Regions from separate parts of the Mus musculus genome. Here region 1 is linked to region 2. A link is a contact called in public promoter capture Hi-C data. All regions are on one chromosome and are shown on one strand. Each heading gives the region's core, a stretch centred on a gene start, on an enhancer-like site or on the middle of the called end of the contact. The rest is flanking DNA. Distances are from core to core; before and after follow the strand shown.

Region 1 (6,419 bases), core at 3,524-6,023, 130 kb before region 2:
GAAGCTAGTTATTTATTATTCTTTGCCTTGTGGGTGGTGCTAGCCAAGAGTGAAGTCGCTTGGTGTAAGGTTGACATGGAGGACAAACAAAGGGAGGACTACGCTTGCTTGTGTATATGTGGGGCATCGGGAGGGGTAGGAGGGCGGGAAAATAGTGTAAGAACCACAGCCTACTGTTTGTTTGTCTAGGGAGTGATGGTCGTGGAGGAGGGCAGCAGGCATGACTGAGAGTTACTTGAATGGGTCCCTGGTCAGTCATCGAGAGGGCTAGCTAAGGAAACATGTGTAATGGGTTAATGAATGTCAGGTGGCCGATAACACAGATAAACATCTTTTCTGGGCAGCCTTAGTGGGGAGGGCAAGAATCTATTAAAACTTCAGTTTGGTAACTGTCACTGTTTAACCAAAATGGAGGAGCCTTACAAAACATTGGGGCAAAACTTAGCCTGGAACTTCCCTGTTTCGCTCAATACGGATTTCTTTGTTGTTTGTTTGTTTGTTTGTTTGTTTCTGAGACAGCGGCTCGGCTCACTAGGTAGGTCTGCCTGCCTTGGCCTTCTCCCCAGTTCATCACATCCTGGTTTTTAACAGTGAATTTAAGAGTTTAATTTTTTCCTTTTTTTTCTGTTTTCCCTAAATTCTCTAGTCCTTTTGAAACAGATGTTTTATAAATGCCTACTTCCTCCTCACTTGGGCCCTGTGGCGGGTAAAAGCAGAAGGAAGTCAGACACCTCTGCCCCCTCGTGCACTCCTTCCATCAGGCGAGGGTCAGGAAGCAGACGAGGTAAGTGAGGTAATTGGTCATTCCTTGAATCACTTTGGATTCCAGGAACTCTGGGCAGGGGGACCACCCCCAGATAAGGCGGGGCCACACCCAGGAGCAGAAGTTCTTATTTCCTGATAACTTCTCCCCTAAATCAATAAGGACTTTTTTTGGACCATGCTGAGTAGTATCTGGGACAGCAATCAGAGAGACAACAACCAGACCAAGACAGTTTAACTATGTATTTGTCTAAAGCTTAGGCCTAGTTTGTTCCTCTTTATCGTGTGTCCATGTTGAAGAAATTTCTCTCTGCTGTTTACCATTACCTATCTCTTGAGCTACCATGTTGGGGAGGGTGCCTGGGTCTAGCCTGTTGGGGCTTTTTGACATTAGAGCTCTCCTTATAGGATGGCAAGGTAGCTCAGTGGGCAAGCCTGATGATGAGTTCCATTTCTGGATTCCACAGTGAAAGGAGAAAACAGACTCCCAAGAGTTGTCCTCTGCCAGGCATGGTGGTCACACCCAACACTCAAGAAGCAGAGGCTGGTGGATCTCTGTGTGCTCAAGGGCAGTCTGGTCTATATAGTAAGTTTCTGGCTAGCCAGTGTTTCAAAAAACAAATGACAGCCGGTTGTCCTTTGACCTTCAGATATGATACTGTGGTATACATGTGCCCATACACATCCACATGTGGGCACACACAAACAAACAAATATACAATAATAAAATTGAAGGCTAGCCATGATGACACACACATTTAACCCTCAAGAGACAGGGGCATGCAGATCTCTGAGAGTTCTAGGCTAGCCTGGGTTATATAGCTAATTCCATGTCAGCCAGGCTACATAGTGAGACTCTGACTCTAAATTATTTAATTAAAATTAAGAAAACTTCTCTGGTTGTATTTTTATTTATTTTTTGTTTTGTTTTGTTTTTGTTTTTCAAGACAGAGTTTCTCTATGTAGTCCTGGCTGTCCTGGAACTCACTCTGTAGACCAGGTTGGCCTTGAATTCAGAAATTCGCCTGCTTCTGCTTCCCAAGTGCTGGGATCAAAGGTGTGTGCCACCACTCCCGGCTTTTTTTTTTTTTTTTTTCTTTTTTTGGTTTTTCGAGACAGGGTTTCTCTGTAAAGCCCTGGCTGTCCTGGAACTCACTCTGTAGACCAGGCTGGCCTCGAACTCAGAAATCCGCCTGCCTCTGCCTCCTGAGTTCTGGGATTAAAGGCGTGCGCCACCAAGCCCAGCTGGTTGTATTTTTAAAATACTTCTTTTTACTACGTGTGTGTGTGTTTGTGTATGTGTGTGTATGTGTGTGTGTGTGTGTGTGTGTGTGTGTGTGTGTGTGTGTACCCGAGTGCCTATAGTGAATGCCACGTGCATTCTGGTGCCCAAGGAGACCAAAAAAGGGCATCAGATGCCCTGGATCTGCAGTTACAGGCAGTTGTGAACTGCCCAACTGGAGCACTGGCAAGAAAAACAAGTGTTCTTACACACTGAGCCATCCCTCCACCCCCTGTGTGGTCCCTTTATGTCTGACCCTCTGGCCTCCCTTTGGCTCCCTGGTCCAAGATTTCCATTGAATAAATTCAGGCAAGAGTCAAGGGCAAAGAGCATGTTTTGTTTTCAGATTTATGTATCATGTGTATGATTGTTTGACCCATATGCATGTCTGTGCACCATATGCATATCAGGGGGTTGTGAAATTACCACCCCTATGAGTTTGGAGAACTCCATATAGGTTCTCTACAAGAGTAAGAAATAGTCTTCAGCCCCAAGGCAGAGTTTTTACAGAATAACAGGAAGAGCTCTTAAGGGGGAAAATACACAATTACCAATCGGGGCCAGGGTGGACAATAGCCAGAGAGACCAGTGCGCTGTTCTCTGAGGTCTTTGGTACAGGCTACCATTCATTTTCCCATCCAGCTGCCTGGCCTAACAGGCTTATTTGGATTAATTTGGTTTTGTTTTGCTTGAGAAAGGTCTCACTGTGTTGCCCTGGCTGTCCTAGAACTTGCTATGAAGACTGGGATAGCCTAGAATTCACAGAAATCCGCCTGTTTCTGGCTCCCGTGTTGGGATTAAGGTATGTACACCACACCCAGCTTGAATTAGCTCTCAAAGGAAGGGTCAATAGTTCCTAATGTTTGGGGAAGCTGGAGCTGTCAAGTCTCCACCTAGGGCCAAAGGTTGAACTCAGATTCCATTCTCTGACCAAGAGGAATTAGTTTTCCCTTAATAGACTTCAATAAACAGCAGATATCTCCAGAGCTTCTGATATTTTAGTTTAAGGAGGAGGTGGGTCCAATTCTGATTATGGGAGAAGCTATCTGCAATGGCCTCCAAACCTACTAAAGCCAGGCTAACTACCTAACACTAGGAACAATGGGCGTTATGCTCCAGCCTAGGTGTGGAGTAGGCTATATCCTTCAGGTGTGTATTAAATATTTTACCATGGGCTGGTGAGATGGCTCAGTGGGTAAGAGCACCCGACTGCTCTTCCGAAGGTTCAGAGTTCAAATCCCAGCAACCACATGGTGGCTCACAACCACCCGTAATGAGGTCTGACTCTCTCTTCTGGAGTGTCGGAAGACAGCTACAGTGTACTTACATATAATAAATAAATAAATCTTAAAAAAAAATTTAAAAATTTTAAAATATTTTACCATAATCGCAAAAGGATTAAGTCACCTAAATGACATATTTCTTAATCTTTTTTTTAACGTGTTAGAGTGATTTGCTTACATGTATATATGCGTACCAGTGTGCCGGATGCTTGAGGAAGATAGGAAAAGATATAGGTTTTCCAGGAACTGGATTAATGAGAGTGCTGGGAACTCATCCCAAGCCTTTTGCAAGATTCACAAGTGCTCTTGATGTCTTGGAAGATAAAGAGTTTCTCTGACTTCATCCTGGAATCTTGACCAATATAGAGAGACAGACAATTCCTCTGCAACAATAATCCTCAGACTTAAAAAAAAAAAGTGGGGCTGGAGAGATGGCTTAGCGGTTAGGAGCACTGACTGCTCTTTCAAAGAGCAGTCATAATGAAATCTGACTCCCTCTTCTGGTGTGTCTGAAGACAGCTACAGTGTACTTAGATATAATAAATAAATATTTTTTTAAAAAAATGTTTAATTACATGGTGTGTGTGTGTAGGTGCTTTTGGGGGTCTTGCTAGTGATATATATGATTATATATAGTGATATAAATGATTTTCTTTTTTAATTTTTTTAAGATTTATTTATTTATTATATGTGTGTACACTGTAGCTGTCTTCAGACACTCCAGAAAAGGAAATCAGATTTTTGTTAAGGATGGTTGTGAGCTACCATGTGGTTGCTGGGATTTGAACTCAGGACCTCTGGAAGAGCCGTCAGTGCTCTTAACGGCTGAGCCATCTCACCAGCCCCCCTATAAGTGATTTTCTACTCTCAACCCCAGACATTCAGAACTTTTTTTTCATTCAGAACTTTGTAAAGATCCCAAGGTGCTCTCTCTGAGTAGCCAGAACAGAGGAGCCCTGCAGGCCTCACTCCTGTAAAGCACCTTCAATTGCCTTCCTTCACAGTGTAGTAAGGGGGCCGGGGTGCTGGTATGAGACTTTAATCCTAGCACTCTGAGGCAGATCCCTCTGAGTCTGAGGCCGGGTCCAGAACAGCCAGAGTTACACAGTGAGACCCTCCCTAAAAAAAAAAAAAAGGAGTGTGGACTGGGGGAGCCAGGACTGGGGGAGCCAGCTCAGCTGGTAAAGTGCTCGCTCAGCAGCACAAACCCTGAGCTTGGTCCCTTGTTTGCTGTGGCCACTGCACTTAGAAAAGTTCCTCTTCTTTGGTTAAATAGTGGCAGGTCCCACCCTCTACCCCACACACTCCCTGGAAATCACCGTAATTAGCGTTCCGGACTTGTTTTCCTAAATCCCTGCCCTTGACAATGGCCACAGGAGAGGTCTGCAGTCCCCTGGCATTCTTTCCCTCACTAGTCACCACTGTTTGGTCACTCCTAGCAATGACCAATGTCCATCTCTTACAAAGAAATCTCTTCCAAGCCCCTTCTGCCCGCTCCAACCTGTAAACAGATGATAGATGGACTCTGCTTCTTAAAATAACCCTGTTGCAGATTTTTCCAAAAATAAACTATCTGAAGTCATCATTTCTTTGTCTTTCCTTCTTGCTGCCCTTTGAATTCTAAAGTCCATATAAAAAGAAGCAGGCATGGTGTGTTGTCCTTGTGATCCCAGTGCTGGGATGTAGAGACAGGTAGATAAATACTTTGGCTATTTGACTAGCCAGCATGGAGTATTTGGTAAGGTCCATGCTAGTGAGAGATCTATCTCAAACAGGGTGGATGGTGCCTGGAGAACAACCCACTCTGGCCTCTGGCCTCCATAAACACACATGTACACACATGTACCAGCACACATACGTGCACCCGCAAACACATGGACATGTACCCACAGAGAGGGAAAATAAAGTATATTGAAGATTCTTCTCACCTCGAGCTGGGTATGCAGCACAACTTTGCTTAGCTAATTAGATGTTCAGCCTGGACTCTGAGTCTTTAGGAAAGGTATTTAACGGGTCAGGGCCAATTAAAAATTGTTCATCAAATAACCATGGTACTGAGAGTCTGGGACTGCAGGACGTGGAGGCTTCCTACAGAGTGTGCATGCATGCATGCGTGCGTGCGTACAGGCACTTGTGCGTTGGTTAAGAAGTTAGGTGTGTGGTTGTGTCTTTTATCCCCTAGGACCAAAGCTAGCTTTTCTAGATGCTATAGGACTCCCTTTATATGAGGTATTGTAATTCAAAGACGGTGAACGAAGTCGAAGTTACCACAGGCTTGGGTGGAGACCTGGAAGGTAGTGTTTAGTGAGCACAGAGCTTCTGTTTGGGTTGATGCAGAGTTTGTGGAGATGAATAGAAGTGATGTTTACTCAGCCATGGGAACATACCTGGTCAAACTGCATTTCGTGCTTTACAAGGCAATGAGACTGGTGTGGCACTGCTTGCCCTTAATCCCGATACTCAGAAGGCAGAAGTGTGTGGATCTCCAAGAGTTCCAAGTCACCCTGGTCTATGTATGTGGTGAGACCCTGTCTCAAAAGAAACAACAATGAAAATGGCTTTAGAGTACTTGACTAGCGCAGGCTAACTCTGTGAGTTAACCCTAACACTGCTGTACTGGTTAGTTGTATGGCAACTTGACATAAGGTACAGTCATCTGACAGGAGGGCACCTCAGTTGAAAATATGCCTCCATCAGATCCAGTTGTAGGGTATTTTCTTAATTAGTGATTGATTGAGGGAGGGCCCAACCCATTATGTGTGGGCCTCCCCTGGACTGGTGATGCTGGATAAGAAGACAGGCTGATCAAGCCATGGGGGAGTGTCTTAGTCATGGTTTTTATTCCTGCACAAACATCATGATCAAAAGGAAGTTGGGGAGGAAAGAGTTTATTCAGATTATATTTTCCACCTTGCTGTTGATCACCAAAGGAAGTCAGGACTGGAACTCAAGCAGGTCAGGAAGCAGGAGCTGATGCAGAAGCCATGGAGGGGTGTTTCTTACTAGCTTGTTTCCTCTGGCTTGCTCAGCTTGCTTTCTTATAGAGCCCGAGACTACCAGCCCAGGGATGGCACCACCCACAAAGGGCCCTC
Region 2 (7,033 bases), core at 327-2,826:
TTCAGAGTTCCACGGGAGTTCTTAGAGTGAGTGCTTGCTCAGTTTGTGTTCTAACCAAGTTAGTGTTCAGTTCCAGCACTCATTGGTGTAACTTCCAGGAACTATTTTAAATTTATGTCACCCAGCCTAAAATCTCGTCCTTTGCATCCTTTGAATTGCCTTTTGTCTAATGAACACCAGATGTAGTATGTTTGATCTTCTGATATCTGCTTGGGATGACTGAATGACAAGCAAAAGTTAGCTTGGCGGGGAGGCCTTGAGAATTAGTTGGTTGGGATGTGAAGTTTGGGAGGCCATCACACTGCTGGGAGGGGTTGGCCCTTGCACTCTGGTCCTGCGCTACCATGGCTCGAACCTCCTTTTTACCATGTGCCGATACGCAAAGCATAAAGAGTAAACCTGAATTTTTTTGTAGTTGTATTTATTATAATGTAATAATCAGACTGGTTAAAATTCAGAAAGAAAAAAAAACAAACTGAAGAAAGCAGGGGATTGAGTATATATGCCTCAAAACTACTGCCTATTTAAGATATGTTCTGAAAACAGCCTGCTATGAGGCGTGTGCCACTACTGCCCAGCTTTTTTTAAAGATAGTCCTTGGCTCTTATAGGAAGCACCATTAACCCAGTGAAAAAAAGTTTATTAAAACTATGTATGTATAAAATACATATAAAATTGTGTATATTATAGGTTTTTTTTAAAGATAAATAGTTAAATTTCTTGCAGCTTTTTCTGGCCTCCTTATTACTTTACCCTTCTCCCTGTGTTTACTTCCCTCCCTTAAGAGCCACCCTTTGCATCTGCCCGCTCTGTTACCCCCTCTCTGTTCCTCCCAGCCCCCCTAACCTGTCAGCCGACTCACCATATCCTGAAAAAGATCTAGTGAAGAAGTGGGAAGCATTCTTTCGAGTTACCACCTAACAAATGTATACCTTGTATACCTTGATAGAGGACTGGGCATACATTTTTATGTTTTGTTTAAAGAAATAAGCCAAATTGAATACTCTAACCATAGTCTGCTTTGTCTAAAGCCTTCTTTCGCCTCCGCAAACTTAACTCTTTCTGCTCCTAACATTAGCTCCCATATACTTACTACTGGTCTTATGCAGTCAAGAAAAACATATTTTGGCCGGGCGTGGTGGTGCACGCCTTTAATCCCAGCACTGGGGAGACAGAGGCAGGTGGATTTCTGAGTTTGAGGCCAGCCTGGTTCCAGGACAGCCAGGGCTACTCAGAGAAACCCTGCCTCAAAAAAAAAAAAAAAAAAAAAAAAAAAAAAAAAAAAAAGGAAGGAAGGAAGGAAGGAAGGAAAAACATTTTGGCCATCAGTGATACTGATTTGCCTGCGTAGCAGTCTTTGGGTGGTTATATACTAACTGCTGGAGAAAGTACCTGAGTCTATTACTCCCAGATTCTAGATTCTTACACTTGACATTTAGCTTCCTGCTTCATTTTGATCTGTTCTTTAGTGAAAAATAACCTGAATGTTGACTGGCCACCATTTATATTAGCCTCAGGAATGTAAGTATTGCAGTATTGACTAAATAGGAGAGTTCAGCTATGCCTAACCTCTGATCTGGAAAAACACCATTGAGTAAATCATTAAAGATAAGGTTGTGAAGCAACCTGTTGCTTTTAAACTGTGCCTTTTACAGTTTTTATGAATATTATCTTATCCTCTACCACACCCTGCTGAATTAGGCATTAAGCTAAAGGTGGAAAGACTGTGTGATCAAGGTTACATAGACCATTTCTCACTAAGGAGATAAACCCAGGACCAATTCCAAGAGCTGCAAAGTCAGGCTCTCCTCTTCTTTTATAGCCTCTGTCCAGTTTACCAATCCCTATGATCTTATGTGCTTTGGTGGTGGTGTTCTGCTTGCTAAATAATTCATCTCCCTATTACAGATAGGCCTCCTATTGAGCAGGCATAAGGTTATTTCGACGTACCATGAAGTCAGACCGAGGACTGCAAAGTCTGCGATATATTTCTTGTAAAGATCCTATTTAGTCAGGTGTCAATAATCTATATGACACAGACTAATTACGGATCTAAAATGTCATGCTTTTTCAGAGTCAGAGTGAGGAAATTCTCTACAAGACAGAATCTCTGCTCTGTTCAATTAGCAGTTGCCTAGGGGTAACCAAAGTTAGTGCAAGCGCTGTATTTGGGCTCCGTTAAAGATGCAGGGAAACTTGAGTACTGCTAAGCAAAGGTAGATCTTTAGCCAATTTAAATCAGACTGACACCATTTTTTAAAGCCAAACATGAAAAATGCAACAATATAATTAAGTACCAGGAAGTTGAGGTTAACTCTAAACATTAAATAGCTGAATGGTAAGAAATTAAAATCATCTAAATTAGATTTCTCTTTAAAACCTTTGGGGGGGTGGTAAGTAGTAATTTGGAGTCACAGCCAAAAGTAGCTTTATGGCTGTAGTTGTAAAGTTAGCTATTTAATGATAGCTGGGCAAAGGTTAGTGTTAATGTGCAGTCTCTCAGCCCCAAGGTCACTACTTACTGCCAGGTTTCTGCCTATGGATCCAAATTGCCTACAAAACAGGTCACATTCGGAGCTTTGAAACATCTACTAAGAACACATCATTTGCCATCTCCAGCAGCTACTGTCTTCCATCTTCTGTGTCCTGATGGGGGTAAATACTGATTCTCAGAGAAATAAAGGCCAAGTGGAGAGAGAGACGCGTGTTAAGTGATGGTATGATTCTGTAAAGAATTACACACCAAAATATTTTCAGAAATTCAGGGGCTGACAGGATGGTCAGTGTATCTAAGTGTTTGCCACCAAGCCTGACGGCCTGAGCTTAATCCCGGAGACCCACATGCTCACAAAATCTGACCTCTGACTTCTCCCTGTATGCTGTGGCACATGTGCACATGAGATATATATACATGATATAAACGTAATTAAAAGTCTAAGCCGGGCAGTGGTGGTGCACGCCTTTAATCCCAGCACTTGGGAGGCAGAGGCAGGTGGATTTCTGAGTTCGAGGCCAGCCTGGTCTACAGAGTGAGTTCCAGGATAGCCAGGACTATACAGAGAAACCCTGTCTCAAAAAACAAAACAAACAAACAACCCCCCCCAAAAAAGTTAAGCTGCCTGTGAGGGCACACACCTGTAATCTTAACACTGGGACAACGGAAGCTGGAGAAGGAGTAGAGCTCAAGGTTAGTCTCAGCTAGACAGAAAGTTTCAGGTCGCACTGAGAAGCAAGCAAGAACCTTGACTGCTTTTGCCAAGCACATCAGAGGCAGAGGCAGAGGCAGCCTTGCCAGTTGAGGCATTGACTGAGCCAGCTGGAGCAGTGCCACAAAGCTCACCCTGGTGGTGTGGGTGAGGGAGAGCTGGTGAGCTGACCAACACGGCTGCCACCCAGGCCCAGATTCAGGGCTTTGAGTTGGCCCACCCTAGGAACTACTGGAGCATGTGAAGGGGTCAGCCTTGCAGATCCAAAGCTGCAGGATCTCCATGACACAGTCAACAGGGTACCCGAGAGGAGCCATAGTGAGGATAGAGTATCCATAGAATAGCAGAAGACAGAGGTCTTGAACCAGACCAATGACTCACTGCAGTGAGCATTTGCAAGTAAAGATGTGTGGACAGAAGGGTTTACCGTAGGATATACTATGACTCACTGCAGCTTCTGCAATGAGGTGGTTGTTGTTGTTTTTTTCTTGGGAAAGGGGAGGTTGCAAGGATAGATGGTAGATACAAAGAGACAGGGAGATGAGTGGGACTGGGGTTGCATGGTGTGAAATTCACAAAGAATAAAAAGTTTCTTTTTAAAAAGGCAGACAGAAGCCAAAACTATTTGAACCCTGCTTTTGTGCAGACTCTCAGCATACTGCCATTCAGTCCCAGTGTGCAGGTGCAGCTAAGGTTCTGAGGGACTGTACTGTCAGAGTAGGGGTCCAGTCAGATGTCTCCTTTGCAGCTCCCATGTCCTTTACTGTAACTCTGCCACCAGTGGGAGGTGGAAAGGCAGGTGACACAGGCTGTCTGTGGTAAACCTTTCTATAAAGACATGTCCTGGCCATGAGGTCAGAGTCAAAGATGGAAGAGTAAGCCAGAAGACGTATCAATACATGTTCAACACACATGAAGCTACCGTCTGTGTTCTGTCGTGTTTCACATGCCATCAAATAATAGTCTCCTAAAGGTCCATAAGCCAGAGGGGCTGAGAAGAGTGTGTGTGTGAGATGTTGTCTCAGAATCTGGGCTCTTTTCCATGTCGGTAAAAGTTGTGCATCCAAAAGCCCAAAGCCACCGTGAGACCCCTGGCCATCCCCGCAGGCCATGTTTGTGCCCTGTCTTGAACCTAGTGTTGGCCTCTCCCTCCCTCTTAGCTTCCCAGTGTGGATTTAGCTTTCATGCAGAGCAGCTGGTGAGACTGAAATGTTTCCTGGTGATATTCTCGGATATTCTCGGGGAGCTCGGTGGTGGGCTACTGTGGGGATGCTTCTGCCTTGCATGGGTCAAAGCTGATAGCCCCTCCACTGTGAAATTTCTTTCTCTTTGTGTCCTGTTCTGGAGCACTGTTGGTGGCTCTCCAGCCAATTGTTCTTTCTGAGAAATTGTCTTAAAAGCCATTGAGTTCTCAAAGTACTTTTAAGCTGATGTCTGTAATGTCTGGAGCGTAGTATGTCTGAATGTTTGCCGTGTTCTAAACTAAAGCTAGTGGTTATTTTAGCACCACTGCCTAGGCCTAAACTGAAGGGCAGGTTGAGCAGCCCTTATCCAAAATACTCGGGAGAAGACATGGTTTGAATTTTGGCTTTCTTCAGATTTTGGGATGTCTGCATATATTTAATGATTTAACGATGCAGGAGTGAGGCCCAGGTCTAATGTCAGAGTTCACTTACAGTCCAGGCCCACTGCGTCCATACGGCCTAAGAGGAGTCTTACACGGAGTCTTCAGTAGTCTTGCACTTAACACTGGCATGGTGTGTAATTTCCCACTTGTGCCACCATGAAAGGGTTAACATTTTGGAGCGTTACAGATTTTTGGATAAGGATTGCTCTGTGTTGACCATACAGAGTTAATAATGTGGCGAAATGTTATTTTCAATGTTTCTTTTAAGATAACTAGTTCTGAAATTATATATATATATTTTAAAGTTTTATTTATTATTATACATAAGTACATTGTAGCTGTCTTCAGATGCACCAGAAGAGGGCATCAGATCTCATTAGGGATGGTTGTGAGCCACCATGTGGTTGCTGGGATTTTAACTCAGGACCTTCGGAAGAGCAGTCGGTGCTCTTAACCATTGAGCCATCTCTCCAGCCCCTATTTCTGAAAATTTTAAGTGTAGAAAGTATGAAGTAGGGTTTGGAATGTGGCTCAGTGGTAGCATACCTTCCTAGCACCATAAACATAAAAACATATGAGAGATACTAAGTTTTTGAGACTATGATGGGCCGGCTTTGCAATCTAATTACATGTTCTTTGTTGAACTAAAGCAGACAGCAGACTTGAAAGTAAATAACAGTTTCCACCAGAATGCCCTCCTTTACAATATAAATAGCATCTGATACTGTTCATACTATACAGACGGTTCTTTGGAAATGCACACACTAATTTCTTCCTTTTTCTGTTTTCGCCTAGAGAGGAGTCAGCAGAGGCACCCGTAGCTGATCCTAACCGTCAATCAAAGTCTCCACTGGAGAAGTTTATGGTCAAGTTGTGCAATCATCATCAGAAGCAATTCATCCGCGTCCTGAGTGACCTGTACACCGAGTCCCAGCCAGGTTCTGAGGCCCTGCAGCCTCTGGATTCCACCGTGATGGACGTCTCCGCTTGCGATTCGGGCTGTGCCCAGCTGAGCGGCAGAGAGAATGAAAAGGATGATTGTCTCGAGGAGAGTTCTCCTGCCTCTGTAAAGTTGTTCTTAGACTCATCCGGTTCTCCTAGCTCCCTGAATGTGACTGAAGAAACCATGAAGGAACCACCTCCTGAGACAGACTCTGTAGATGGGAGAGACAGTGCCGCGAGCTCGAGCGCTGTCCAGAAAGGTTCCTCTGAACCTCCAGACGCTCAGCATAACCCCACAGGTTCTGCAGACAGTTCCACCATGGGATGCCTCGGTACACTGGACGCTTTCTCTTCTAACTCTCCCCACAGTGCTAAAAGCTTAGAGGGGCAAACCACTGGCCAGGAGCAAGACACAGACATGAAACCCTGTGAGGATGCTGAAGACAGTGCCCCAGCGCCAGTCCAAAGTCTGGCTGCAGTGGAAGAGGTGGCTGAGAATACTGAAGAGGGTGGTAGCTGTATTGTGTCTCAAAGAAACTCATTCAAAGCTTTATCAGAAGAGACGTGGGACTCAGGGTTTATGGGAAACTCATCTAGTACTGCAGACAAAGAGAATGCTTTACAGTCTAGCTCAAAATCATCCTTCCACCAGGATTTAGAGACAGATGAGCAAGATGCAAGGCCAAAGCAAGAGAACCATCTTCATTCATTAGGTAGAAACAAGGTAGGTTTCCAGACATATCCCAGAGACAAGGGCCATTTTGATCATTCCAGAGGTGGTTGGTTAGCTCCCAGCCCCACGCCAACTGTACACAGAGCATCCAATGGTCACTCACAAACCAAGATGATGTCAGCCTCCATCAAGACTGCTCGGAAAAGTAAGAGGGCATCAGGGTTGAGGATAAACGATTATGACAACCAGTGTGATGTTGTTTATATCAGCCAACCAATAACAGAATGCCACTTTGAGAATCAAAGATCCATACTGTCTTCTCGGAAAACAGCCCGAAAGAGTACCCGGGGATATTTCTTCAATGGTGACTGCTGTGAGCTGCCAACTGTTCGCACACTGGCCAGAAATTTATGCTCCCAAGACAAAGGAAGCTGCTCACAAGTAGCATCAGAGGCAGTGATGACTCCCAAGCAGACTCTTACAGTTCCCACCTCAAAGCACACAGTAGGTGTGCAGCTTCCCACAGTAGGTGCACAACTTCCTACAACAGATGTACAGCCTCCCACAGCAGGTACACAACTTCCT

The links. Capture Hi-C pulls out chosen DNA fragments and counts their contacts.
Region 1: a promoter capture Hi-C map of liver shows a contact between it and region 2. The contact joins two enhancer-like sites. A contact is called at or near these places in 3 of 39 promoter capture datasets (liver, stem cell-derived epiblast-like cells and trophoblast stem cells), 1 of 15 datasets of contacts at CTCF or cohesin (the NIH/3T3 cell line), 1 of 484 Hi-C or Micro-C datasets (nephron progenitors), 2 of 115 datasets of contacts at active chromatin or transcription factors (embryonic stem cells and extraembryonic endoderm stem cells) and 3 of 9 other capture datasets (adipose tissue, liver and pancreatic islet).

The regions. Positions count from the first base shown.
Region 1 is chr19:41,445,103-41,451,521 of GRCm38.p6, forward strand. No RefSeq gene overlaps it. Among named protein-coding and RNA genes, the nearest start is that of Gm33951, 3.2 kb to the left of the region's middle. Within about 2 kb of position 4,774, at least 20 of the 459 cell types and tissues checked have an H3K27ac peak or open chromatin away from gene starts, as enhancers often do. A contact at or near this core is called in liver, where this site is marked.
Region 2 is chr19:41,576,150-41,583,182 of GRCm38.p6, forward strand. It overlaps Lcor (ligand dependent nuclear receptor corepressor), which reads left to right. Exons shown (of 8, transcript NM_001370767.1): 8 at 5,629-7,033. Among named protein-coding and RNA genes, the nearest start is that of Mir8091, 9.0 kb to the right of the region's middle. Within about 2 kb of position 1,577, at least 15 of the 459 cell types and tissues checked have an H3K27ac peak or open chromatin away from gene starts, as enhancers often do. A contact at or near this core is called in liver, where this site is marked.